Regions from separate parts of the Gossypium hirsutum genome. Here region 1 is linked to region 2. Evidence: chromatin contacts called from public Hi-C data. All regions are on one chromosome and are shown on one strand. Each heading gives the region's core, a stretch centred on a gene start, on an enhancer-like site or on the middle of the called end of the contact. The rest is flanking DNA. Distances are from core to core; before and after follow the strand shown. Region 1 holds the start of LOC107954340 (60S ribosomal protein L7-4). Region 2 holds the start of LOC121203339.

What was found. Hi-C and Micro-C count contacts between places; a contact is called where the count stands out from the background.
Region 1: a Hi-C map of leaf shows a contact between it and region 2, with 2.5 times the contacts expected there. The contact joins the promoter of LOC107954340 here to the promoter of LOC121203339 in region 2. A contact is called at or near these places in 2 of 34 Hi-C or Micro-C datasets (both in leaf).

The regions. Positions count from the first base shown.
Region 1 is chrD07:18,194,298-18,198,464 of Gossypium_hirsutum_v2.1, reverse strand. It overlaps LOC107954340 (60S ribosomal protein L7-4), which reads right to left and starts at 2,508. Exons shown (of 7, transcript XM_016889872.2): 1 at 2,321-2,508; 2 at 1,727-1,905; 3 at 1,537-1,634; 4 at 1,402-1,459; 5 at 1,080-1,159; 6 at 885-987; 7 at 311-690. The coding sequence starts at 1,903. The coding sequence ends at 475. LOC107956686 (a long non-coding RNA gene) reads left to right here and starts at 4,005. Exons shown (of 3, transcript XR_001700200.2): 1 at 4,005-4,079.
Region 2 is chrD07:17,940,110-17,944,752 of Gossypium_hirsutum_v2.1, reverse strand. LOC121203339 reads left to right here and starts at 1,371. Exons shown (of 7, transcript XM_041096825.1): 1 at 1,371-1,713; 2 at 2,262-2,458; 3 at 3,595-3,849; 4 at 3,952-4,049; 5 at 4,147-4,240; 6 at 4,314-4,479. The coding sequence starts at 1,371. It overlaps LOC107956068 (pentatricopeptide repeat-containing protein At1g62914, mitochondrial), which reads left to right and starts at 56. Exons shown (of 2, transcript XM_041097637.1): 1 at 56-3,146; 2 at 3,611-3,657. The coding sequence starts at 554. The coding sequence ends at 1,309.

The DNA of each region.
Region 1 (4,167 bases), core at 1,259-3,758, 250 kb before region 2:
ATCTTTTATGGATTTGGAACATCGAGTTATCTAGTTTCAAGTTGGTGATAATAGCATTTCAAGAAAATTAATAGCATTTGAGGCAGTCTCAAACATGAAATAATAGCATTTCAAGAAAATTAATGCTTTTAAGGATAGCGCTAGTTGAGCCATGGCCAACTAACATCCATGCAAGCAATATTGGCCCGGGCCTGACCCAAAATGGGCTTGGAAAAGACCTTCAAAGAATCAGCTGTGTTGTTGATTCTTGAGCGCATTATTAAGGTATTCATCTATCTATCTAAGCACCCCAACTACAATTATATCCATCTGCAAGCAACAAAACTTTGACAGAGTTCATTAAGAAGATAATGGTAAACACCATGAAAAATATTCCTCCTTTTAAACAAAACTGTTTCTAAAAGGCCAAAAGAAATCATTTCAGGACCCTTCAAAACAAACCAAAAATACTGAATTAACAAATAAAACCAACGTCTAATTCATTCTCCGAATTAGCTCATTGATGTAATTCTCACGGTTGCCAGCGTCTCCTCCTTCAACATAGTGGTTTCTCTTCTTCTTCAGACCACCCAAAGGCGCCTTGAGCTTGAAGGGCCAGAGGAAATTGTTGGCCTCCTTAAAATGAGGTCCCACAGTCATGATCTCATGGATGAGATCTTCCACACAGATGATGCCAAACTTGCCCAGAGCCTGTCACCAGTATAGCTTAGTAAATGTTTCGGTACCTATGTTACTCAACTCGGTTGGATAAAAGTTTGTGTCCAACATGGGAATGCTCAATATTTTCCAAGTTATTTCCATATATTTGAAGAATCATAATGACAAGTTGGAGCAACATAGTTTAATACCAATATAAAACTCAGTGAATGAAAGAAGATACAGACCTGCTCCACGATTGCGTTGTCAGTCAAAGCAGTTCTCTGTTTGTTCAACTTCCCAAAACCTCTTTTGTAAATCAATTCCCTCACACTCTTGAGATTAGGGTATCTACAAAGCATAGACAACTGAGAAATAAGGTATGTAAAGCATGTGTAACTACTAAATACAAAAAGCCACGAAGCAGGAAGGTAAAAATATACCCGTAAGTCACATAAGGTTCGACCAGATGAAGCATGTTCATTGTTGCCTTGTTCACTTTAAGGAAAACACCATTGAAAATCTGTAATGGATACAAACCATCGATTTTGAGTTTCACTATCCAAATGACAAAATACACAGTTTCAACAACCAGCAAATGTAATACCAATATTATATCAAAAGAGAACAGTTATTTCAATTAGACAACAAACGTCACCCCTCGAAGGGAACACATGCAACATTGCAACAGAGAAAATTGGAAATGCAGGAAACAATTCTCATAATCTGTATTCTCTTGGTATTGGAAAACATTTGATAGGTTACCTGTCTCAAACGCAATAGCTGCAAGATCTTTCTTGTTCTTGGGTGCATGGCATTGATACTGAAAACAAGCATTAACATGTTACAATTTAGTAATTTATATTCATATACAAATATAATACCACAATAATCACATACCCACGGATTCGGATGATGAACAAGAGTTTAGCTTCTGGATCTACATAGAATCCCCCTTTCAACTTTGCCTCCCGCTTCAATTGAATCAGCTCTTTTTCCTGTCGGTTGTAGACCAGAAACAATAAGATTCCAAAGCTTTTAAGATTTGATCAAATCAAATTAAACAAAAACAAAAACAGAACAAATTTACCTGAGCCTCGTACTCCTTTGCATACTGCTTAGCCCTAGTGTAAATCAGCTTGCGGTTCTCGACTTTCTTCTTCTTTGAAACTTCAAGCTCCTGCTTTTTGGCAAGCTCCCATTCTTCAGCCCTCTTCTGTTTCTTCAAGAGTGACTCAGGAACCACAGCCTTAACTTCCTCACCCATTTCTAGTCCACGGCATTATCAAATCAAAACCAATCAGAAAACAAACAAATTCTACATATCTAACAGTTCTAAAAGAAAAAGAAAAAAAAAACCTCGAAACATAAACAAAAAGATAGAAACAACGAAATGGGTTATCTAAACCAAGCTCATCGATAGACGAAAACTAGAAAATAAGTGCGAAGGAAAACCCATTTTCCTCTAACGAGCAATTAATTGTTAAAGAAATGGAAATTAAACACAGTACCTTGCCATTTCACTGACAATATAAGAAAACCAATACATATCCGAACAATTGATTGATAAATATTCAAGCAAAACAGAACAATTAACCAAAAATATTACAGTTTATTGCATAGAAATCGGTGTTCCTTCATTACAGTTCTTGGAGGTTTGCCAGAAAGTGGAGCGGATGCTTACCTCAGTGAACTGCGGAGGGACTGAGATGCGGCAGATGAAGAGGATCTAGGGTTTGCGGAAATTTTTACAAACTAATATAGTGATTGATTTCCGGTCTCTAGGGTTTTTAGGTGATTGGATTTGGGCTTTTGTTTGAATGAAACTTGGATTGTTACAATGATCCAACCTAAAATGCGGCCCAATGCTTTTGAACGAAATCCTAGTTTCAGAGTAATTTTTGGATATAATCTTTTTGTTATTTTCTTCCTCAAATCTATACTTGTGCTTTTACTGAATCGGTGTTCCCTAGTAAATTACTAAAATATCATCTTATATACAAATTAAGTTGTACTTTTATGAGTAATTTTTTTGTTTTTTATATAAATAAATCAATAAAAAATTTATTTAACGATATTTAAACTCAAAATATCATACATGATAAATAATTAACTTTATCATTATGATTTTTATGCGAATTTTTAAAAAAATATATTTGTTACAATAATTTTTTGTAGTTATTTTATTAAGTTGATGTCATGAGTCAACCAGATATCAATTCAATTATGAAATCACTTAAATACCCTTTCATGTACAAATTAAGTTATATTTTTATTAGGATGTTTTTAACATTTTATATAATAAATCAATAAAAGTTTGATCATAATGAAATTTGAACCCATAACACCATACATGATAAATAATTAAGTTCGCCATTATAGCCAAAGCATCAATTGGTTTTTATCTAATTTTTTAATAAATATATTTGTTTCATACTTTACTTGTAACACCCCTTGCCTGATCCAATTAGGGTCGAACCACTACGAATTAAATTATTCAAGTTTTTCTTCCATTTTCTTATCATTTAGAAAAGTTTGTAGAGATTTTTAAAATACCAATTCATCCCCCTCTTTGTGTTTTCGGACCTAACAAAATCTTTAAAATATATAAAAATGCTAAATTATATACATATTTTTTAAAAATTTCAAAATGACAAATTTGAGAAGTTGAACAAGTAAATTATCAAATTTCTCTTATTTTTTCTCTTATACTAATTGTCTTTTTTCTCTTTTTTTATAGCTTGTATTTGAAAAAATCGAATCTTTGTGTTGTTGAAAATTAATAATAAAATTCACCTCCTTAGAAATTTAATTTTCATCTTTTCAAATACTTAAAACCTATAGAATTTTTATCACCATGTCATCCTTTGATTTTTTTTTGGTGAGAAAGTAACAATCTTCTCTAGTGTGAGGGTATTCAAATCCATTAAAGCGCCTAAATTATAAAAGACTATAATTTCTGTAACAACCCGGTTTTGACTCTAATCGGACATAGTGGTTTCGGGACCACAAGTCCGAGTCAAAAAAATATTTTAATATTATTTTGTGTGTTTATTTTGTGTGCATTTGATTGTGTGAAATTTTCGTGTTTTAATTTCGTCGTTTAAGTGTCCGATTTAATAAAAGGGCTTAATCGCGTAAAATGAAAATTTAGGGGTTAATTATAAAAGAACCTAATTGTTGTTGTCTTTATAACTTAGAGGTTTCATTATGCAAATAGTCCACTATGTAAGTTAGTGGGTGGCAAAGGACTAATGTAACCTTATTATATATGTCATATATATATATATAAAGGTTAATATAGTAAATTAAAAATAAGGCTAATATATGCTTAATATAACAAATTAAAAGGGCCATGCATGTTCATCTTTTGGCCGAATATTGAAGAGAAAAAGAACCATTTGAAAGCTTTAAAGATTCGGCACTTTGAAGCTCAAATTGAGGTGTGGATTTTGTTTGGTTTTCAATAATTTTTACGTTTTTGAGATCGTTGCTTTGTATATTACCTAGCCCATGCTTTAATTTTTGGAT
Region 2 (4,643 bases), core at 122-2,621:
ATATATGAAGACTTATGCAAATAAGATCAGCGAGTAAGGAACACAAACAAACAAAACCCACCCTACTCTCCCTCCACTTTTGGTGCACAAACAAACAAACAATTTTGGAGCCTTTAAACGGAGTATAGTATTCTTCTGCTAGTTCAGCCGCCGCCGCCATTTATGGGGTTTCTTTTCAAAGCTTAGCTCTTGTTTTCCCTGTAATTGCAAGATATGGGTCTGCTTCTTGCTTCAGCTGTTAATGGTGGAAGGAACCTTTCTAAGCTCCACTCGTCTTTTTCTCCTTATTTTAATTACATTCTACCCACATAGAAGCTTTAAGTGAGAATTCAATGTCTGTGAGGGACAATCGAAAATCCTATCCTCGCTTCAATAATGTTGATGATGCTCTGACTTTGTTTCACAAGATGATTGTGGAGCACCCGAAGCCTTCCATTGTTGAATTCACTAAATTATTAAGAGCCATTGTTAGAATGATTATTCTTTCAACATCTTGATTAATTGCTTTTGTCGACTTGATCGAATTGATTCTGGGTTTTCAGTTGTGGGCAAAATGTTGAAGCTAGGTGTTAAACCTGATGTTGTTACTTTTTCCACTTTGATTAGGGGACTTTGTAATCGAAGTAAGATTTTTGAGGCTGTGAGTTTGTTTGATGAAATGATTGAGAAAGGGTATCAACCTGATTTAATTGTTTACACTACAGTACTGGATGGGGTGTGTAAAACTGGGAATACTGATGGAGCTATTAGGTATCTAAGGATGATGGAAGAAAGAGGTTTCGAACCTGATGTTGTAGCATATAGCACTGTCCTTAACTGTCTTTGTAAGAAGGGCTTGCTAAAGGAGGCTCATGATCTCTTCTTCGAAATGATAAAGCAAGGCATTAAGCCTAATGTCGTCACATATAGTATATTGATCGATGCGCTTTGCAAGCAAGGAATGATATCTAAAGCCGAAGATATTGTTGGCATAATGACAAAGCAAGGCATTAAGCCTAATGTTGTCACATATGGTATATTCATCGATACTCTTTGCAAGATGGGGGAGGTTTCTAAAGCCGAAGTTGTTGTTGACGTGATGAGAAAGCAAGGCATCGAACCTAATGTTGTCATGTATAGTACATTGATAGATTCGCTTTGCAAGAATGGTATGGTTTCTGAAGCTGAATTTATTGTTTGCACGATGAGAAAGCAAGGCGCTGAACCTAATGTTATCACGTATAATATATTGATGGATTCACTTTGCAAGAATAGTATGGTTTCTGAAGCTGAAGATATTTTTGGCAGAATGAGAAAGCAAGGCATTTAGCCTGATGTTGTCACATACAACACTCTGATGCAAGGTATGTTTCAGTTAAGGAGAGTTTCAAATGCATATGAACTTTGGAGAAAGATGCTTGCTTCTGGACAAGTTCCAAATCTGGCAACTCGATACCATCTTTTATACCATCCTAATTGATGGCTTGTGCAAAGCTGGGCATATCGAAGTTGCAAAGGAATTATTTTGTCAACTCTCAGTCAGTGGTCTAAAACCCACCGTTTATACATATTGCATAATTATTAATGGAGTGTGTAAAGAGAGATTGCCAGATGAAGCATACCGGTTGTTTAAGAGCATGGGAGATAATGATTGTTTGCCTAACAGTTGCTGTTATAATGTAATGATCCGGGGATTTTTTCGAAATGACTATACCACAACTTCTTACGGAAATGGTCGGTAACGGCTTTTCGGCAGATTTGTACACTTCCAACTTATTTTTGGATCACATCTTACAATCTGGTGAATCTATCTTGATCTGAAATGTTTCACATGATTGTCACTTGTAAATTTGAATCAGTTTGTTCATAAACACTTGTATATAATCAGTTTAGTTGATGATGTACTTTGAAGATTAAGGATGAATGAAACAAATCTTATACACCGTGTTTCACTTCTCAGACGCATGGAAAAGCTATTCTGGGACATAATCTTTTTCATTTGAAATCAAGCCTCAAATTTCATACAAATATAGTCTAAGTTTTGCTCATTTATTGCAGAAAACTACATATTGTTGTTGGTAATGGCTGATTAATATATCATCCCATGATTTGTAATGCTCATCTACTTTAAAACACATTATTTCAACTTATATATCTATCTATAGTGAGCATATTTCGTGACACCCCAGGCTCAACGTCGAAGGCTTAACTTTGCTGGCTGCCTTAATCCAATGTATCAGACAGATAAACAGCAAGAACCACAAGTATATCGAACTTTGCAGCTTCTCACGATCGCTTCATATCAGGCGATTCACACTCCAGCATAGGCCTGCCATCGGACGAAGAACAAGACTGGGGAACAGAGAATGACATGCTGCTAATACTTTGCCTCTTCGATACTGAAGACTCAGCTGACGAGCACAAGTCTTCTTCTCCTCTAGAGGTCCCTGCTTGTTGTGATTATTCGGTTTATCTGCAGGCAACCTTTCTTCTTCCGCACATTTTGCTCTCTTCCTATGCAATGAACCATTATTGCCATTTTGAAATGATGGAAACCTTTGATCATTAGATGAATATGTCTATGATGCAGCAGACAGATTGCAGTAAGCGTGTTACTATCGGTGAAGATATATCTATTCAGCAGAGCCATACATAGATCTTTCATTCCGTTTTCTTTGCTAATGCGTCGGTTTATACATTCTTTTTCAGTTGTTTACTGTTATGCTCGTCTTTTTGAATAAACTACAGGGGACCAGAAGGAAGTTCTGTGGAATTAACAGTTCAAACCAGACCCGAAATAAAGCACTTAGCTCTTACATAAGTTAAGTGTTTCATTTGAATATCTTATGATGTATTTGAACTTGATATATTAGTAACTATATCCGAAGTTCTACCAATATTAATTAATTCAGCATTTGAAAATATGCTATTGTTATTATGCATTCCAAATTAGGTGAGGTAGAATATGAGAATATGTATTTTGTCATTCTTTTATACCTCTTTTGTGAGAGATTTAAGATTGACCCATCTGCGACTGCAACTTTCTAGGTGAGCAAAGATTTCACTGAATCCTGTAAAATCAAGGCTATGCGAAGGTCCTGGTTCGGAAAAGAACTACCCCAAAATCAGTTATATTAAGCTAACATCATTCAACCAAAAGGCTTCTGGTAAGTGGAGATATTGACTGCAAATACTCTTTCTGTTTGTTGAAGATATGGACTAAGCCATGAAATCGTATATCCTATAGTTTCTTAGGAGTCCATTCACACAATAAACTTTTGAATTTATCTCTTTTTATAAACAACCTCCTTTTGTTTTCTTCATCTTTTTGTGCATTTTTGTTTTCCTCTTTCTAGTTCGGTTGTGCCTCTTTTTAGCCTTGTTAGCATCTTTCCGAGGGGGACTTCTCGGAGATACCCTTCCCATCCTTCTTTAGTTTATATATAGGGTATTATCCTAAAAAATTGCATTTACTATAGCTGCTGTCAAGGAAGTGATCTATACTTTAAGGAGTAATAGCGTTAATGCCTTTGTGTTGGACCTTCTTGATAATAGGTGATTAGCTTTTGATATGATCCGTTTTAAACTCGCCCTTAAGACAGGTTTTTCTAAAAGATTCAATTTGCTGCAGTGGTGGGCTTTCACCCAAAGGAATCGAAACCGCCAAGATTTGGTAAGTTAAAGCCATTGAAATTAAAAATTTCTTTTATCCATGTCAAGTTTCATAGCACAAGTTATCATCATTTGTTTTTGTGGAACAAGTTAGAGAAGGGCGTGATTGTGTATATTTGTGATAATCATGGAGTTCGATATCTATACGACACGGATGGAAGCTCAGCAATAGCAGCTTCAGAACCCCTAGCTGTACTGGTAAGCTCGGTTTAAACAAAAGGACTTTATTTCTTACTGTTACAATGTCAAATCTCTTTCTGTATGTCAGATCATGGTTTCCGTTACTCGAATTTTCATTAGGTGAACATGGGTACTGCAAGTGCGAGTGAAATTTTAACTGGTGCGTTGAAAGATAATAAGCGTGCAGTATTGTTCGGAGAACCGACATACGGGAAAGGGTAATTTACACTTCATTTACTACAGTTTATATACAAGCATATCATCTTCCTATATCCTTGTAGATCCTAACTAGAGTGATCCATTCCACACCTGCAGCAAGATCCAATCGGTTTTTCAGCTATCTGATGGCTCCGGATTGGCTGTTACCGTAGCTCATTATGAGACACCTGCACACAACGATAGCAACAAGGTTTACTTTTGATCTCTGTGTGTCTCTCTAGCTCTTTCCTCATGACCCTTGTTTCATCTGTTCTTCCATGTAGGTTGGTGTGATCCCGGACCATCCTCTACCAAACTCATTTCCGAAGGATGATGACAGTTTTTGTGGCTGCCTTCAAGACCCTGCATCTGCTTGCTATGATGAATTCTATTATTTAATTTATGTTTTGCGCAATAAATACTTGATTCTTGTTCTCAATTATATGTGCTTATTTCTTATTTTAATATTTTCGGGATATTAATTCATATTTAATGTACTTAATCAGAAGAGCAAAAGTCTCTGTTTAAGAGTAGATCTAACATAATTAAGTGAAGTTGCATGCAATCCTAAAAATAGGATGACATAAATCTACCGGATTAGAGTCAAAGCTAAT